Regions from separate parts of the Mus musculus genome. Here all the other regions are linked to region 1. A link is a contact called in public Micro-C and promoter capture Hi-C data. All regions are on one chromosome and are shown on one strand. Each heading gives the region's core, a stretch centred on a gene start, on an enhancer-like site or on the middle of the called end of the contact. The rest is flanking DNA. Distances are from core to core; before and after follow the strand shown. Region 1 holds the start of Egln2 (egl-9 family hypoxia-inducible factor 2). Region 2 holds the start of Irgq (immunity-related GTPase family, Q). Region 3 holds the start of Phldb3 (pleckstrin homology like domain, family B, member 3). Region 4 holds the start of Arhgef1 (Rho guanine nucleotide exchange factor (GEF) 1).

Region 1 (2,753 bases), core at 83-2,582:
TTACAATGTACCCATCCCAGGTTGTGTACATGCTTCATGGTAGTGGCAGTACACGATCCATCAAAGGTGGTGTGTGCAGCGATGACATCCCTGTGTGTGACATGTATGGGGCAGTATGACACTGTGGCATGTGAGTAGTCTCTGGCCTGGTGACTGTGTTGGTGAGGCTGCTGTTGTGTGCAACATCAAGACCGAGGACTTGGGAATCTAAGGGGGGGTCTTGAGTCTGTGCCTGGTTTGACTTAGTGTACACCACCTCATGTCTGCAAACTAGGACGGTGGCTCACTGTGTTCCTAAAAACACGTGCTCCTGAGGTTTGTGTGTGCACTGATGGAGATTTGTTTCTTTGTGTGTGTCTGTGTGCCTGCGAACACGAACATTCTTCGCCATGTGCCACTGTGGTTCTTGTGCAACCCGGACTCCTGGTCATACTTAATGTACCCTGATGTCTTTATAGCCATAGCCTTCTGGAGACAGGTGCAGCCCCCCTCAGGACAGCTTCAGCTGCTCTCACAAAATGTCAGCAAGTATCCAAGCCCACTTATTGCCCATTTGTTAGGCCCTGGAGTTGGTGGAAAGGGTCGGGCATTCAAATAACCCTATCCACACAGCCCTCCCCGGAATGGTGGTATAAATATTAAGAGTAGCTTAGTGGTAGAGCGCTTGCATCGCACATGTGAAGCTCTGGATTCAGTCTCCAGCACTACAGAAACAAAAAATCCGCTTGGGCTACAGAGGAGCTGGGTTTTGCAAATGTCTTCTTTGTGAGTCTGTCCCAGGTTGCTTTAATCTGACTCCCACAGTTGCCCTGAGGGAGCAGCGAGGAGCGGGTCATGCAAATAGTACACATTTGCTCATTTGTTCTACCCGGTTTCGCTTCTCTAAGGACGTCCCGTACTCACCGTTATTTTTTTTTAAGTGCTTATGTAAATTACTGACGTAGGAATTTACATACACTTTCCAACTAACTGCGCAGTCATTTCTCAATATACTCTTGGGCTGTGTGCAGGAGCGGCCCATGTAAATGAGACATTTGCATAGCAAATGCCAAGAACCCAGCTGACAAGTTCACTGACACTTTTGGCTCCGAGGGGTGGGCCTTTCTGTGTGAAACTGCTCTTTTGTACCCCTCTCCAAGGGGCCGTCTTGAGAACTCACAGAACGCCTTTTACTGAACCTGCGTGTCTGCTTTCGCGTGGAAGGGGAGGAGCACATAATGCAAATAAGCCTCGCGTCCCGGACCAGCTCACTTCTTGGGCAGTGCGTTCTAAGCCTCCTGTCAACGTGCGGTTCGCGCACGCGCAGTCTCCTCGGCCGGGCCGCTGTCACGTGCCCAGCGGGCGAGGCGGGGGCGGGGCGTCGCGGGCGGTGGGGGGCGGGGTATGGCGCGCTGCGAAGCGCAGGGCGGCTGGCACAAACGGCGGCGCCGAGGCCGGAGGAAAAAGCTCGGTGAGGAGGTCGCGCGAAGGGAAAGACCCGGGGAGGAGAAGGAGTCTGAGGCCCGGTGGCCGGGCGCGGGCGACGGGGCTGGAGGCGGGAGCGCGCGCGGGCGGCAGCGACCCCACGCTAGGGCGTTGGGGGTGGGGAAGGAAGCGCGCGCCCGGCGCGGTGGGGCGGACCATTGGGGGCCACGGGAGCGCGCAATAACCACCAAGGGGAGGGGCCGGGCCGAGGCGGCCCCGCCTCAGTCACCCGGGGCGTCCCGCGGCCCCTGGGTCCTGGCGGAGGGGGTTGGGAGGAAGGCAGTCGGGTCGGACTCTGCTCTCGGGCTCCCTTCCGTCAGTCCGTCCGTCTGGCAGGACCTCCCTTCCGGCTGGGTGTGTGTCGGGCCCCAGTAGGCTTCCTCCCGTAGGGCACAGGTCGACCCCACCGGCCCTCCCGCTCCCCTGCCGTCTTGTTTTTCTCCCTGTTCTCTTTGTCCCTGGACTCCCGGTTTTCCCCGCCTGCCCTGGCTCGTAATCTTCCACCCAGGCGATTAGGTTCCCGCGAATGTTGCGCGGTGGCATTGCCCGTTGGTTCCCCACAACCCTGACTTTACCCTAGATTCCACACTCCCGTTTTCTGTGTCTCCTCCCTCCTCATCTCTCTGAGTCTCTATAGAAACCTCAGGCAGGTACCTTGTATTTTCCACTTGCATCGTCGCTTTTCGTCCACAGATATCTGTCTCCCTATCACCTTCCTCTCTGGGCCGTCATGCAACGTTCTCTGCACTTTCTCTCTATTACTCTTTATGCCAGACATTCCCTCTCAAATTCCCAAGTTATATGCCCCATGTTGTCTCCCTGTGTGCGTGTGTGTTTGTTGTGGCCCAGTCTGTCATCTACTTCCTGCTGGTACCATCCCCACCCCTTCCCACCTGCTCGTCTCTTGACTTCTTTTAAGTTCTTCCTTTTCTCTTTTCCAGCCACCCCCATCAGTCCCTTCTCAAGCTCCTAGAGACAACTGTGGACTTGGGGACCAGCGAGCACCCCCAGAGCACTAGAGGAGCCCCTGCTGCCTGCCCTGCCTCACCCTGCCCCACACGAGGCCCAGCGGCCCCGGGCTGCATCAAGTGGAGGAGGAGGAGGCGGAGGAGGGTGGCACCATGGGCCCGGGCCGTGCCCTCCATGCCCGGGGGATGAAGACACTGCTGCCATGGACAGCCCGTGCCAGCCGCAGGCCCTGAATCAAGCTCTCCCTCAGTTGCCAGGGTCTGTGTCAGAGTCCTTGGAGTCTAGCCGAGCCAGAATGGGGGTGGAGAGTTACCTGCCCT
Region 2 (2,753 bases), core at 104-2,603, 2.6 Mb after region 1:
TAGGAACAGGGCTCGAGAACTTTAAAGACCTCCGTAGCTGAGTTGGATCTAAGGCCACCCCATCCAGCCCGAACTGTCCCCTCACCTCTGCAGCGCCTCCGCCTGGGTCCGCAGCACCACCTGCAGGCGCTCTAGCTCCTCGCAGCGGTCACTGCTGCTGCAATCCGCCGGCGGCACAAAGAGAGGCGCAGCTCCTAACCCAGCACTGTTCAACAAGGCTGCAGTCTCATCCCGGGCTTTAGCTGCATTCTGGGAATCTCCAGGGCGCAGATTCCGGACAGCCAGCAGCGGGGTTCCTCTAGCCAGGGCGGCTCGCGCTGCCTCTCCCAGAGCTGGGGTCAAGGGCTCCTCGCTCCCCTCAGATCCTGGTAGCACCAATACCAGCAAGTTGGCCTCCGCCGCCCAGGGCCCGGGAGCTGCGGGTGGGCAACTCAGCTCACCCAGGAAGAGGCCCGGAGCCGCAGCTCTCAGGCTGGGGACTCCAGAGTCCTGCCGTCCATCGGGAATCTCTACCGTGTCCACATTCTTACCGCATAACGCGGCGATCAGGGCGGACTTTCCCGAGCCGGGAGGCCCCAGGAATAAGGCAGTCACGTCACCCTGAGGCAGAGGCATTGCTGGAAAGCAAGAGGCGGGGAAAGAAATTGGTCAGGGAGCACGTAAGACTTTTTGTTTGCTTCTTTTCTAAGACAGCGTCTCGCTGTGTAGCCCTGGCTGGCCTGAACTCATTACGTAGACCAGGCTGGCCTGACATTCAAGAGATCGATCCTCTCCCCTCTGTCTCCCAGAGTGCTGAGATTAAAGGCGTCGCACTCCCCCACACCAATCAACACCCTCTCCTAACTGATTCACTGTAGATCCAGGCTTCAGTCCTCCAGCCTGTCCTCTACTTCCATTCTCCAGTGTCACGCTGCAGGACCTAGAAACTCAACCCCCAGGGCCTATTCCTGGGAGAGCCAGGTATATGCCCATTCTCCACACGAATGCATTTCTCTATTTAAAAAAGAAGAAACAGAAGAAGGAAAACAAAAACCCTCAAAAACCTGACTGCCAAACTCGAGAATGGTCTTTCCCCTCCCCATTCCAAATCACCAACCGATCAGAGAGGTGACACGCCTGGAGAGCACAGAGGCCCAGCCCCTTAAGACGAGCTGACGGAGGCTGAAGGGGCAGGAGTGTCCGGATTTAGAAACATCCGGACTCCTTCAGGTGGCTCTATACTGACGTCATTCCTTCCAAGACCGGTGTGTCTTGGAGTGCCACTGCGGAGAGGAAGAATTTTTGGCAGCTCCTTCTTTCTAGCTAAGGCTGTTTGGGCAAAGGCACAATAAAACCCATGCGCGTGCGCAGAAAGTTTTGGGGCGGTGCCCCACCAAGACCAGCAACCAATACGCCTGCGCAGTACGTGCAGGGTTTGTACGGCAAAGGGGGACAGGAAGCGATGAGCCCACGCAGTAAGCTTAGCGTTGTACGGAGCACACAACCAACGTCATCATCACGCACCCCTGTACAGAAAAGGACCTCTCCACTTGCCCTTGCGAAGACTTGCCTGCCGTGACTATATTAGTGCCGGACTGCAACCTTGAACCTGACTCGGGGACAATGGTGGTGCAACAGATCACTGGAGTCTGGAGACTAGGAAAAACTATCCCGCTCTCGTCCGGTGGCAGAGCTGTGGCGACCAACTGTCAGGCGCAGCTAAGGGACAGTCTTCGGGGAGGAAAGCAAGAGGCGTCCGTGACCATCAAGAACTAAGAGCAGAAGGCAGTGCATGGGAGCAGCGTGATCCAGAAATGAACTAGTGAACGCGGGCGGCGGTGACTACGGTGAAACAGTAATCAATGTCAGAGAAGGATGTCTCCTGGGAGAAGGCGGGCTCAAGTGTGAGCACCACTGCTTGTGCGGGGGTTATGGTTGACACGTGAGAAACTAGGATGGGGCTGGTAAGAAAGACCAAGAGTTCCACCTTCGAGGGAATTCGGTTTCGTGAAGATGAGGACACAGGGGCTTGAAGACCGAGGTGTCACAAACCCGAGGAGTCTCCCATGTGAGACTGCTGAAGCTTTTCTAGTGAGAGTGTCATTAGAGTTCAGTGAGTGTCAAAAAATAGAGCGAGGCCCACTAAGGTTGGTGGCAGCCACGCCCCCCCCCTCTCTCTTTCATATCAGAACATCGCCCTGAAGACACTGTAGAGGGCAAGCGTCTCCCAAGGAATGGAGTCCAGACAGCCCAGGAGACGACCTCTTTGAGTACTGCCAGAAAGAGGGGTTGGGTGCAGGAGTGACAGACACTAAAGGGACCTCCATATCTCGACGCCCCGCCCTGCTACAGGTGGCCGCAGTGACTACCTGCCAGGAATGACCTCCTCTCATGATCAAAATTATTTCCCTTGATTTGGGCACACAAACAGAAGCAGGACGACATTTAGAGGAATAAAGGGCTGCCAGGCGAAGATTGGGTTGTGGGGTGTGACTGGCAATATCATTACCTGGAATGAGTCCCCAGGGTTCTTGTCCCACTTTCCCCCTAGACTTTCAATATGACTATGCTTCAGTTTCCCGTAGCAAACGTGTGCAACACGGGCTATGGTGGTAGCACACCTTTAATCCCCGAATTTAGGAGGTAGAGGCAGGCCGTTCACTGAGTTTGAAGCCAGCCTGCTCTATAGAGAAAGTTCCAGGACATCCAGGGCTACACAGACAAATCTTGTCTTAATAAACAAACCAAAACGGGCATCACAGCTCACTTCCATG
Region 3 (2,753 bases), core at 124-2,623, 2.6 Mb after region 1:
CCAAGATCTCCCCATCCTCACCTCGATCCTCAGTTCCTTCTTCTGGCGCTGTAACTCCTTCACCCGCTGCTCCATCAGAGCCACGCGAGTCAGTGCCTCCAGCTGCTGTCCTCGCAGCCGCCGCGCTGCCCCCCGCAGCTCTTCCCCAGAAGGGAGGCATGGGGAAGGTGTGGCTGGAATCTGCGCGGCAGGCGTAGCCTCGGGCTGAAATTAGAGAGGGTGTGATGAGAACAAGTCTCGCCCCCCTCAAGTCACCAAACAGGTCTGGTCCCACCCCAGTAGTGCCTCTGGGGGTCATGAGCTGCCAAGTTCAACTACTTCCTTTCGGGTCCGAATGGAAGACCGTGAAGCGGGGAAGCCGGCAGGTTCTGAACCCATCATACAAAGCCACTATGCTCTGAAGCTGAACTAGCAGAGCTTGCTTCCTTTTCTTTCCTTCCTTCCTTCCTTCCTTTCTTTTTTCTTTCTTCCTCATTTCTTCCCTCCTTTCCTTTTCTTCTTTTCCTTTTTCCTTTCTCCCTTCTCTCTCCTTTTCTTTTTTCTTCCTCCATTTCTTCCTCTATTCTTTCTTTTTTTTTCTTCCTTCCTTCCTTCCTTTCCTTCTTTCTTTTTTGTACCTGAATGCTAGTGGAAATCAGAAGATTCTTGCCTTACATCAATGAGGGTTCTGGGGATCGAACCCAGGTCGTCAGATTTGACAGCAAGTGTCTTTGTACACGATGAGCTCATCTGTCCCTGAGTCTCAACCTCTTGGGATCTCTTTCTCAGAGTCCCTGGATCGCTCTTCTTCCCCCCACCCCCACCCCCGTCCCTCTCTCTGACTTAGACTCTTCTATGTTGGCATTTCTTTTTGTTTCTCTTCTGGGTCTGTGTGTCTTCCCTGTGTCTCTCTTTTAGGTCTATGTCTCACTCCCTGTGTCTCTGTCGTATCTAGTTTCTATGTTTCTACCCGAGTCTCTCTGGCTTCAAATCCAACTTTGTCTAACAGGGTGTTTCTGCCTGTCTATGGGTACTCTCCTTGACTCTGGGTCTCTGTCTAGTCTCTCTCTTTATGTTCTTCTGTGTCGTCTTGGGTGTCTGTCTGTCCGTCTGGACAGCCCCCCCGGGGGGATGATCCCTCACCTCTTCGCGGCAGCTCTCGGTGCTGCTACCTTCTTCCACTTCTTCCTCTTCCTCGGCCTGCCGCCCAGCTCCGGGGCAACTTGGAAGCTCCGCTGGGACTTCGGGCTCCTTGTGCTCTTTGGGATCCTCGGGGTGCCCCTGAGGCTGCACAGCCCCTTGAGGCTGGACCTCGACGGCGCATTCCGAAACCTTTGGAGACGAGGAGCCCTCCTCTAGGGTGCTGGGTGTCCCCATGGCCGCTTCGGATTCCTGTGGTGTGGGCGTGGTCAGTTTCAGAGGCGTGGTCTGATGTTTGTGGGCGTGGTCTAGAGCGCGTTGAGCTTGCCCAGAGGGCGGAACCTAAAGGTTCAGAGACCAGCTCTGAACATTCCGCGGGCGTAGATTTCCTGGGGACCCGCTCGCGACTGGGGAGAGGCTGTCGGCTCCGAAGGTGACACACACACCTAGAGGTGGGAAGAGAATTTGAGTCCGGGGTCCTAACGCTCCCCGTGCTGGGGCGTCGCACGCTGAGCCTTCCCTTTGCTCCATGTGTCATCCCTGAGCCCCTTCTGCAGCCCTCTCCAGTTTCCCGGATTGCCTCCAAGAGATTCCATCTCCTCTACCCTCTCGGGACTAGCCCGGCTCTCCTCCTTGGAGCTCCACAGTTGGGTCCCGAACCACCTGTAAGGAATCAGCGTCCGAGGCTCCTCACCCCAAGATCCAGAACTCGGGGCTGGCAATGTCTACCTCTCCGGATATGCCTGGGGCCCCAACGCCTCCGTTCCTTCCCGGGAGGAGGTCCTCGTAGGTCGTCAACCTTCTTTCTGGCTCTGCACTGGGCACTGCCGCTCCTGCGGCTAAACAGGTGGCTGGAAGGAGGGAGGAGAGAGAGGCCGCCCCGTCCCCCTCCCCAGCAGCCCGGAAGTGGAGGGGGGGACAACAGGTCCGACAGCTCTCCTGGGAGGAGGGAGCCAGCAGCCTGCCCCGCCCGCAGCCCAGGCACCCAGCCATCCCGGCCCCTCCAGCCCCACCCAGAGAGAGCCCAGCGCCCAGACCTCCCACTCAGCCTCCGGTGCCCCTGGAGGGCCGGGCTTCTTAGCCACCTGCATACAGCAGCCTCCCTAAGGCCGAAGCCTAGGAAATCCTCAAAGGAAGATAGGAATGAAGATGGGGGCCTCTCCCCTCTAATAAGCCCTTTGGAAGGGCCCTGACCGGTTTAGGGAGCCGGACAAGGGGAGGGGGTATCCCGGGCTGAGTCAGCGATCTGCCCAGAGACAGAGTGTGCCCCACGCGCACACAGTTTACTATGGGGTGGGGCACAGAGGTTAAAGGTCACAGCCAGACCCTTTCCTCTCTGGGCAGAAACAGGAAAATATCTGGTATGCAAAACCCGACTGTTAGACATCAAGAGCTGTGCAAAACATTTGACACACCTCAGTGTCATACCACACCACAGCCCATAGAAAAAAAGAGATCGACCGTCTCCATTGTACAGTTGTGGGGACCGAGGCTGAAGGAAACAAATACACCTAGGATCTACAAGCATTCTAAATGACTTTTTTAAAATTATTATTACTTGTGTATGTGAAAGATAGTGCAGGTATGTAAGTGGCACCCAACATGTAAAGAGCTCATAGGACATCTTTGGGAAG
Region 4 (2,753 bases), core at 146-2,645, 2.3 Mb after region 1:
TTTGCGTCCAGCTCCACTCCTCCCTCCGGCCGCTCTAGCCCGCCTCCTACCGCTCTCCGGCCTCGGCAACTCCACTCCTCCTGCCGGCGGGTATCGCAATACACGGCGCCACGCTGGCCCGATAGGGCCGCTCTGGTCTGCCTTGGAGGACCCTTGTTTCCGTATTTCGACTGCCCCTGTCACTCTCCTGGGCCCCGCCCCCTTAGCAGGAGTGGTGCATGGTTCCATTGCCTGGTTAGGGCTCAATCTCGGAGAAACTTCAAGTCGCTCAGGTCCTAAGCACCTATCGGGACCTCACATGAGCTCTACCTCCCCAACTCGGACCTATTAAATTCCAAATGCTTGTATACCCTCTGTCACCACTGTCAACTCCTCCCGCTGTAATTGGAAAGAAAAAACAAAACAAAAACAGAACCCCCTCACATAGATAGACACACACACACACACACACACACACACACACACACAAACAAAAGCATAAAACACTCATGCGCTCGAGCATATATTTTCTTCTGATAGACTAACCTGCAAAATGCAATGACTTCCCTTTAGGCCTCAGTCTTCCCATCTGTTCAATGAGGATATGTTTCCGGTTCTCTCCCCTACAGCCATCTCCCAGAGTATAATTAATACCACAGAGAGGGTAAGGAAAAAAGCTTTCTGAGACGTGTTTAACGCTCTGTAAGTCTCGGCTTTAAAATGTACTGCAGAGATATTTGTTTATTTTAGGGAGCTCTAATCAAGCATCCATGATCGCAGGGACAGCTCTTTACAGGAAACAGCTTTGAGTTCAAGTCCCAGATGCTCTGTCCCTACGACAAGGCAGTCCGACTCCCTGGGCCTCAGTTTCCCTGCTGATAAATGAGTGTTATCGTTCTTCGCTGGGAGCCTGGATCTCTACCTACTTGTGCTCTCGACAAGTGCTCTCTCTCTCTCTCTCTCTCTCTCTCTGTTTTGTTTTGTTTTTTTTTTTTTTTTTCTTTTGAGGCAGGTTCATGCTAGGTCGCCCAAGCTAACCTCGAACTCATGGCAATCCTCCTGTCTCTGCTTCCCAACTCCTGGGATGACAGGCGGGCGCCAACGCGCCGGGTTTTCTCTTTGCTCTCTTTGACAGATGAGAAAACCGAGGCCAGAGAAAGGCGGCTGCAGGTTCACTGGGCGCACCCTGGGAGGCCCTCCGCGCCCGGTCCCCTCCCTGCTCCTCCCTGCGGCGGCTGGAGGAGGAGGCCGGGCGGGGCCAGGGACAGTGTACCTGGTGTCCGCGCGGGGAGGTGACCGGCGAGGCGCCCGAGGTCGGGCTCGGGGATCCCGGGCCCGGTGTCCCGACTCCGGCTTCCTGGCTCTGGCGGGCAGGAAGTCGGGGCGTTTTTCCGGAGCCCCCGCCCGCCGCCCCTCCCCGCTTCCTGCCCGCGCCCCGTGCCCGCCCGGCACCTCGGCTTCCTTCCCCTTCTCGCCGCCCGCGCGGCTCCTCCTTTCCCCGCGGGCGCGTCCCCACCCGGCCCCGCCCGGCTCCCCTTCGCCTTTGTCCGCCTCCGCCGCCCTCCCTGCTGTTGCCCAGCTCCTGCCCTGGCCCTTACTCTCTCTTTCTCTTAGTTTGCGACAAGGGCTCCCTATGTAGCCCTGGCTGGCCTCGAACTTGTTGTGTAAGGCGGGCTGGATTCGAACTCAGGTGTCTCTGCTTCTGGAGTAGAGAGATTAAAGCTAAAGGTGCGCGCCACCACCCTGATCTCTTTTTCGAAGCTCGAAGGCCTTCCTGCCCACAAGGTCAGGGGCCCATCCAGGCACTCCTTGCTTTCTGGCCTCTGTTGCTTCTCCCTGCTGCAGCTCCTCTGTGCCTTGATCACGCTGGGCCCATTTCTTGCTGTTGGCTGTCTCTCTCATGCTCTGAGATTTCAGGCTTTGTCCTTTCCTCAACTGTTATTATCAGGCCAGCCAGTTTGTGTCTGCTTCTTCCTTTGGCTATTTATCTCTGCATCCTTGTCTCTGGGGATCCCACTGAGTCTCCTCTTGGCCTCCTGTCTTTTAACAACCTGAGTCTGCTCTTCCCATCCCAATGACTGTCACACCACTCTAGCTCTCTCTGTCATCCCCCTCCCCCCGGTTCTTGACAGAAACTCTCCAAATCTGCCTTATGCAAGTGAACCCATGAGGGAATTAGGCCCCACTCCAGAAAATAATATCTTGTGTTCTCAGAGTTTAAATATAGGTAAAAATTTGGTAACACCCGGGCTGGTTCCCCCTTGCTTTGGGACATGAGGAGGGTGAGGCCCTATAAGGGAGATAAACCAGCATTTCAATTGGGGTGGGGACTTCCCCAAGAGACTTCCTGTTATTTTGGGGGGAGGGGGTTGGGGAAGACAGACAGCAAGAACTGTCTGGTCCCAGATCTCAGAAGTGGTCAGGTGAGAACTTGAACCTAGAATCCTGGGTCTGAGGGGGGAGGGGACTTGGGTTTTCTGCTCCTGGTTCCCTGGCAGTGTTGAGGAGCAGTCTACATGAGATCCATGACTCCTGCCAAGGGCTGCTTTGGGAAGGATTTATTATCACTTAAGTGGCCATGACAGATCTGGGAGGAGGGGGGGTGACACTAACGAGGCTGCTGTAATCAGCTCCCCTAGAGGCAGCGATTAAGGGCTCATTACCCACTAGAGAGGGAGCTGGACTTGGGGAAGGACAAGATTAGGTGGGAGAATAGGGTGGGGCAGCCTGGAGGCAAGGGTAGGCCACTCGAGTGGCTGGAGCAAGCACTGGGA

The links. Promoter capture Hi-C pulls out the DNA fragments that hold promoters and counts their contacts. Hi-C and Micro-C count contacts between places; a contact is called where the count stands out from the background.
Region 2: a contact with region 1 is called in a Micro-C map of embryonic stem cells, with 6 times the contacts expected there. The contact joins the promoter of Irgq here to the promoter of Egln2 in region 1. A contact is called at or near these places in 3 of 39 promoter capture datasets (cranial neural crest, hippocampal neurons and pre-B cells), 1 of 484 Hi-C or Micro-C datasets (embryonic stem cells) and 1 of 9 other capture datasets (liver).
Region 3: a promoter capture Hi-C map of pre-B cells shows a contact between it and region 1, with 4 times the contacts expected there. The contact joins the promoter of Phldb3 here to the promoter of Egln2 in region 1. A contact is called at or near these places in 4 of 39 promoter capture datasets (cranial neural crest, liver, pre-B cells and 1 more) and 1 of 115 datasets of contacts at active chromatin or transcription factors (astrocytes).
Region 4: a contact with region 1 is called in a promoter capture Hi-C map of liver, with 2.1 times the contacts expected there. The contact joins the promoter of Arhgef1 here to the promoter of Egln2 in region 1. A contact is called at or near these places in 3 of 39 promoter capture datasets (cranial neural crest, liver and pre-B cells) and 1 of 9 other capture datasets (adipose tissue).

The regions. Positions count from the first base shown.
Region 1 is chr7:27,165,381-27,168,133 of GRCm38.p6, reverse strand. Egln2 (egl-9 family hypoxia-inducible factor 2) reads left to right here and starts at 1,332. Exons shown (of 6, transcript NM_053208.4): 1 at 1,332-1,450; 2 at 2,406-2,753. The coding sequence starts at 2,636.
Region 2 is chr7:24,529,248-24,532,000 of GRCm38.p6, reverse strand. Irgq (immunity-related GTPase family, Q) reads right to left here and starts at 1,353. Exons shown (of 3, transcript NM_153134.3): 1 at 1,097-1,353; 2 at 86-617. The coding sequence starts at 615.
Region 3 is chr7:24,609,948-24,612,700 of GRCm38.p6, reverse strand. Phldb3 (pleckstrin homology like domain, family B, member 3) reads right to left here and starts at 1,373. Exons shown (of 15, transcript NM_001102613.1): 1 at 1,123-1,373; 2 at 22-204. The coding sequence starts at 1,356.
Region 4 is chr7:24,901,628-24,904,380 of GRCm38.p6, reverse strand. It overlaps Arhgef1 (Rho guanine nucleotide exchange factor (GEF) 1), which reads right to left and starts at 1,395. Exons shown (of 30, transcript NM_001130151.1): 1 at 1,253-1,395. Cd79a (CD79A antigen (immunoglobulin-associated alpha)) reads right to left here. Exons shown (of 5, transcript NM_007655.4): 5 at 2,523-2,753.